Regions from separate parts of the Triticum aestivum genome. Here region 2 is linked to region 1. A link is a contact called in public Hi-C data. All regions are on one chromosome and are shown on one strand. Each heading gives the region's core, a stretch centred on a gene start, on an enhancer-like site or on the middle of the called end of the contact. The rest is flanking DNA. Distances are from core to core; before and after follow the strand shown.

Region 1 (3,179 bases), core at 219-2,718:
GCCGACGAACCATCTGGCGGCCGGTGGGACGACAACAACGCCGGCGCCACCATTTCCATCATGGACCTCACGTCCACCGTCGACGGACAGGTCACGGACTCCTCCGATGATTAGTAGGTCACGGGAGGCGGCAGTGCCTTATGTCCCATGTGGGCAGCCCGTCTCCCATGTTCTACTCTTTCTAACCGGAGACCACACCTCCACTTCACGGGTCTTATCGTCGGTGCTCATGGAGACGACGGATGGAGGAAGACATGGGCTTGGACGCCGGTCACCGCCGCCGTAGGATAGGTTTAGGGTCCGATCATTTCTTTCTAAATGTTTAAAATGTAATGAAAATTCGTCGTGTTTGTATGAAATCGATCATGTTTATATGAAATCGGCCGTGTTTGCATGAATTTTATCCAATTTATTAAAAGAAAGTTAAAACATATGCGGCTACGATTAAACAATGTGCTTCCATATTCGTATTCATAGACTAATTTTTTTATATTTGGACGAATGTAGGAGGGAATTTATGGGTCACCGTTGGAGATGCCCTAACGGAGCAGTCTCTGTGTATAACAACGCGTGGTAGGCAGGTGTGAACTCCTGGCCTCGAGCTGTCGCGCACAAGGTGAGCACCGACGGCGACGCTTCGATCTGCGATATATTCTCGCATCCAAATCACGAAATGCCCATGTCCATGTGCGACTCGCCTTGGAACGCAACCGAGGCGATCTTTCCTTTTATTTCCACAAGGCAAAGAGGCTCTGCTTTGCTTACTCGGCGGTCGTCGCTGCCGTATTGAATTCGTCAAAGGCAGGAAGGCGTGGCACGCCACAGCACACCCCACGCTTCTTCTCTTCTCTTATGGTCACTGTACTCACTGCACCGTGAGGTGATGACAATAGGCGTTCAAAGATTTCACCGATTCGCCTCGAGAATTTGCTCCGCTCGAAATTTGACAAATTTGACCTATAGACGAAATCAAATTACATAATGAATTGTCCGTGAAACTATTTCACGTGGCTGATCCGTGGCGCCTAACTCTCAGGCGCTGCACTAGTGCAACGCCTGGGAGCTAGACGCTACACTGTATAGTGTGGCGCCTAACTCTCAGGCGCTGCATACTGACTTAGTAATTTTCTGATCACACGGGTGCGACGCTGGCCGTGTAGCGCCTATCTGTGAGGCGTTGCACAGTGTAGTGTGGCGCCTTTGTGTCGGGCGTCACAAAAAAGTCAGCCGTGTGAAATAGTTTCACGGATAGTTCATTCTGTGATTTGATTTCGTCTATAGTTTAAATTTGTCAAATTTACCGCTCGGGTCATGGGAACTTGGGATCGCCCTTTCCCGTCTTGGCCTGACACTGACGGCGCGGGCCACCCGTGAACGTGAAGAGGCAATTGCGGCGGATCGGGAGGCGTAGCCGACGCTTGATGCAGAGCACGCCACGTCGGTGCAGATCTTGCCCCTGGACCACGGATCTTCTGAAAGCCGACAGGTCACAGGCAACCCCGGTTGCTGGCGTAAGCGCACGCTAAGCACTGTAGTGTGTTTATGCCGTCGTTTTTCTTCTTCAGCTGTCAAGCTTTCCATCGACAAAGTTTGCCAATTGCCGTCTCACCGTTTTGGCAATTGTGAGGAGTCCACTGAACCACGAATAGAAATTGCACAAACTATCAACGTATGGTTGATTATATGCATAGAACACCTACTTTCTAGACGTCACTTAGAGCATCTACAGCCGGACTTTGCAAATTCGGCCCCACAAACACCCACGGACGCGTCGGCGGGCATTGACCAGGCAACCTTCAAATCATGCCGTTCACATCAGTGTATCTCATATCCGGTTCCTCACATCCATACTAGCATGCAACATAGAAAAAAAGAACGTAGATCATCACACAAATATAGAGTCGGACAGGGCAATGCACATTCCGATCACCACCGATGGATGTCCAAAGATCGCCAAAATTCACATAATTCACATAAACTTAAACTACATTACTGAAAACTAGAAACTGGATGGAGATGGCGGAGATTCATCACTTCCTCGCCGGCCCTTTGCCCTTCCGGTCGCCGGCGCAGCTGTAGGCATCGACAGCTGGTGGCCGATCGTCCGAGTCATCATCGGAGGAGCCGTTTGAGTCATCATCGGAGGAGTCGGAGAGGATGACGAGCCCTTTTAGCCGTCAGACCTCCCTGTCCTGCTTTCGCTTTAGTTTCGCGAGCCGAGCCACCTCCGCCGCCGCCTTCGCCGCCTCGTGCTCGGATTGCTCAATGGCAATCCGGAGCGCCTTGGCGTTCTTCCGCCAAAGCCGCCGGATCTAGCTCGGAGTCGGAGCGTCTTCCGATACTCGACATTGCGCCGGATTCGATCGGAATCGCTACTGGGAGAGGAGAGGACGGAGCAAGAGAGGAGAGTGAATGAGCTAGGGTTTCGGAGCGATGAGCTGGATGAGGTTTTTTGTGGCACATCCGTGGGGTCGGTGGTGGGCCGGCCTTGTCAGGCGGACGCGCCCGGGCATGCCCGAGCCACCCCATATCCGCCCCATATTTGGGCTGGATATGAGGGGTGCCGGTCAGCCCGGGCGTTTGAGGCCCGTTTAAGGCGTCTGTCTGGGTCAAAAAATCATGACCGACCCGCATGGGCGTCTGAGGCCGGTTTGGGACACCCGGTTGTAGATGCTCTTATTGTTGTAACCTATTGCGGCTAGTTCTAATCCATCGTTTGACTATATTTACATGATAAGTGGGTCCCGCTTGTAAGGGCACACGTAAAAAAAATCACATCAAGCTTCCAATTAAACCTATCAATATTCGTAGTTTTAGTTGCTCATACTATTCTTTGTTCAAAACTTAACATACAAATTTTCTAAAAAAATCAGTAATCATGTACTCCCTCCGTCCGAAAATACTTGTCATCAAAATGGATAAAAGGAGATCTAGATGTATTTTAGTTCTAAATACATCTCTTTTTATCTATTTTGATGACAAATATTTTCGGACGGAGGGAGTATATAGTTAGTTAATGCTTGAGAACTTTTAAGCTTATTTGAACTGTATGTTTTGGAGATATTGGCCGCTTGTTGGCTCCATCGACTTTTTTTTGTAATTTAAGATTTTCAAAAAATAAATACAAAACAATTTAATACAAGGAATATTGATCTTGAATATTTTTGTTGACACATTAA
Region 2 (3,179 bases), core at 505-3,004, 290 kb after region 1:
TGAATGCTAGAATCCAATATGATCATAAGTTTGCAACTTCACCTATCTTTGTTACTGATAAGGATTATGAATTCTCTGTCGATCCTGAGTTAATTACTTTGATTGAATCTGATCCTTTCCATGGTTATGAATCTGAAACTGTTGTGACACATCTTACTAAATTGAATGATATAGCCACCCTGTTTGCTGATAAGAAAAAAAATCGCTATTACTATATTCTTAAGTTGTTTTCTTTCTCATTAAAGGGTGATGCTAAGATATGGTTTAATTCTCTTACTCCTGGATGTGTGCGTAGTCGGATATGATTTATTACTTCTTTAAAAAATATTTTCCTGCTCATAAGAAACAAGCTGCTTTACAGGAAATATTTAACTTTGTGCAAATTGAAGAAGAGAGTCTCCCACAAGCTTGGGGGAGGCTTCTCCAATTACTTAATGCTTTGCCTGATCATCCTTTCAAGAAAAATTAAATACTTGATATCTTTTATAATGGACTAACCGATGCTTCTAGGGACCACCTAGATGGTAGTGGTAGTTGTGTTTTCAAAAAACGAACTGTTGAACAAGCTGAAGTACTACTGAATAATATATTGAGCAATGATAATGATTGGACTCTTCCTGAATCACCACCTAAGCCAACTCCGAAGAAGAGGGGTATTCTATTTATCAGTCCTGAAGATATGCAAGAGGCTGAGAAATCTATGAAAGAAAAAGCATTAAAACTGAAAATGTTAAGAATTTGCCACCTATTGAAGAAATATATGATCTTAATACTCCGACACAGGTAGTAGAGGTAAATTCTCTTTATAGATTTGATGAAGGTGATATTTCTTATAATAAGTTTGCTAGTCAATGCTTGGATAAATTTGATAACTTTATTGTTAAACAAGAAAACTTCAATGCATATGTTAGTAGACAATTGAAACGTAATGCGTATATGCTTGACTGCTTGGGTGACTATATGTGTAGAACTATTAATGATCTCAAGATTATTAATAATCATGGTAAAAACTCAAGTAGAACAAGTTCTCAAGGCACAAAATGATTTGCTTAATGAAGTGAAATAGTAAGATGAATGATCATGCTGTTTGAGTTAAGACTAGAGGTGGTAAAATGACTCAGGAACCTTTATATCCTAAGGGCCCTCCCAAGAGAATGTCAGCGGCCCCTCGGGCTCGAGGACCGTCGTTTTCAAGGAGGAGCGAGCGGCGAGGCAGCAGATGCGGTACGACTGGTGCAACACCGCCCGCCGCTCCGTGTTCGTGAAGTCCGACGCAACGCCGAAATGGGCTCGCGACGACCCAAACCTCGCCATGACGTGGGCCCTCAACCGCTCCATCATCGCCACAGAGACGACTGCTAGGCGCTGCGATTGCTTTTAAAATATATGTGTATAGCGTTGGATGACCGGTACACACATGTGGAAGAAAATTTGCGGGTGAGGGTTGAAGATGCCTTAAAGTGAGGGGAAAAAACAATCTTGGGTAACTGGATCTGCTATCTCCACGTGTTCACGCTCTGGAACAGGAGTTCCCCTCGAATCCACTCTCCAAGCGCAACCTGAAAAAGGAAAACGAAAAGTAGAGGAGAAGAATCGCAGCTCCATGATAGTACGAAGACGAAGACGCGTGCATGTGCAATGTATGTGCAGCACGAACGAGTGATCCACCCACCCACCCCATCCGGCCGTCTCAATCCCCTCCACTCCATCCGCCCACACGAGTACAGTGCAGGTTCAGTGCATCCAGCTCCGGCCAGCGCAACTTGTCCCCTGGGAGCGCCAAGGGCGGCCCCCGCCTCCCGTCTCTGTCCCTCGCGCCGATTATTCAATTCCCACCTCCTCCGTCTCTTTCTTCCCTATACCCTCCGCCTCAGCTCGCGCTTTCCCCTTCCTCCCTCCTGTCACAGAGTTCTCCTCTCCCCTCTCCTCCTTCTCTTTTTTCCCTGTCGCGGCGGCGATAGGGTTCGGCTTCCGTCTCCTTCCCCCGCCGGCGGTGGTCGCCTGTAAATGCTTAAGGCCTTCTCCGGCGGCTCGGATCGTGCGGCGGCGGCGGCGGCTCTGTTCTTGGTCGTGCTCTTCTTCTTCTTTCAAGGGATCTCTTCCTTCTCCGGCGACTCGGCATGCCTGCCTTCCACGCATACGGAGGTAAGCGATAGAGAGAGATCCCCATCCTGTTTTCCTTTTTCTTTTCCCCGAAGAGAGTCGGGTTGTTGTTTTAGTCGTGGTTCCTTGCAAGGAAAGTATTGTTCTTGCGTGTCCCTGATGATGTGTTCTTCGATTGCGTCAGATGGCGGGTGCCTCGTCTCTGCCCCGGCCGAGCTTTCCAGGATGTTCTGCCGCGGTGGCGGAGCGGTGGTTCAGCAGCGGAAGCGCTCTCTGGTGGCCGCGTCGGCGGTCGCCGCCGCGGCGGCCGAGTGCATGAGGGCCAGCAAGAAGCAGAGGCAGCCCCCGCAGCCGTCCCTGGACGTGCTCCCGGACGAGTGCCTCTTCGAGGTCCTGCGCCGCCTGCCCGGCGGCCGCGAGCGCGCTGACTCCGCCTGCGTCTCCCGCCGCTGGCTGGCGCTCCTCGCCAGCATTCGGATCTCCGAGCTCGGTCATGCCGCGGCGGCCGCCCCGTCCCTGCCCGATCTCAACGAGGAGTTCGTCATGGAGGAGGATACGGACGACTCCCCCGCAGATCCCTGCGTCGAGAGGGTCCTCGAGGGCAACGAGGCCACCGATGTCCGCCTCGCCGCCATGGCTGTTGTCGCTGGATCCCGCCGCGGGCTGGAGAAGCTCGCCATCCGTGGGAGCCACCCGTCGCGCGGGGTCACGGACCAGGGGCTCCTGGCCGTCGCCTGCGGCAGTCCTAACCTCTGCTCGCTCTCGCTGTGGGATGTGCCGCTTGTGACCGACGCTGGGCTCGCTGAGATCGCCGCCGGGTGCCCCTCGCTGGAGCGTCTGGATATCACTTCTTGCCCGCTCATCACAGACAAGGGCCTTGCTGCTATTGCTCAGGGGTGCCCCAACTTGGTGTCTCTGACCATCGAGGCCTGCTCCGGCGTTGGCAACGAGGGCCTGAGGGCGATTGGCCGGTGCTGCTTGAAGCTGCAGGCTGTGAGCATCAAGAACTGTGTGCACGTTGGCGACCAGGGCATTTCTAGCCTCGTGTGCTCCGCTTCCGCGTCATTGGCCAAGAT

Evidence for each region. A called contact is a pair of places that touch in the nucleus more often than the background predicts.
Region 2: a contact with region 1 is called in a Hi-C map of leaf, with 7 times the contacts expected there. The contact joins the promoter of LOC123144365 here to the enhancer-like site in region 1. A contact is called at or near these places in 3 of 5 Hi-C or Micro-C datasets (all in leaf).

What each region holds. Positions count from the first base shown.
Region 1 is chr6D:176,876,098-176,879,276 of IWGSC CS RefSeq v2.1, forward strand. No RefSeq gene overlaps it. Among protein-coding and RNA genes, the nearest start is that of LOC123141406, 200 kb to the left of the region's middle. Within about 2 kb of position 1,469, at least 5 of the 8 cell types and tissues checked have an H3K27ac peak or open chromatin away from gene starts, as enhancers often do. A contact at or near this core is called in leaf, where this site is marked.
Region 2 is chr6D:177,169,111-177,172,289 of IWGSC CS RefSeq v2.1, forward strand. LOC123144365 (EIN3-binding F-box protein 1) reads left to right here and starts at 1,755. Exons shown (of 2, transcript XM_044563471.1): 1 at 1,755-2,145; 2 at 2,288-3,179. The coding sequence starts at 2,121.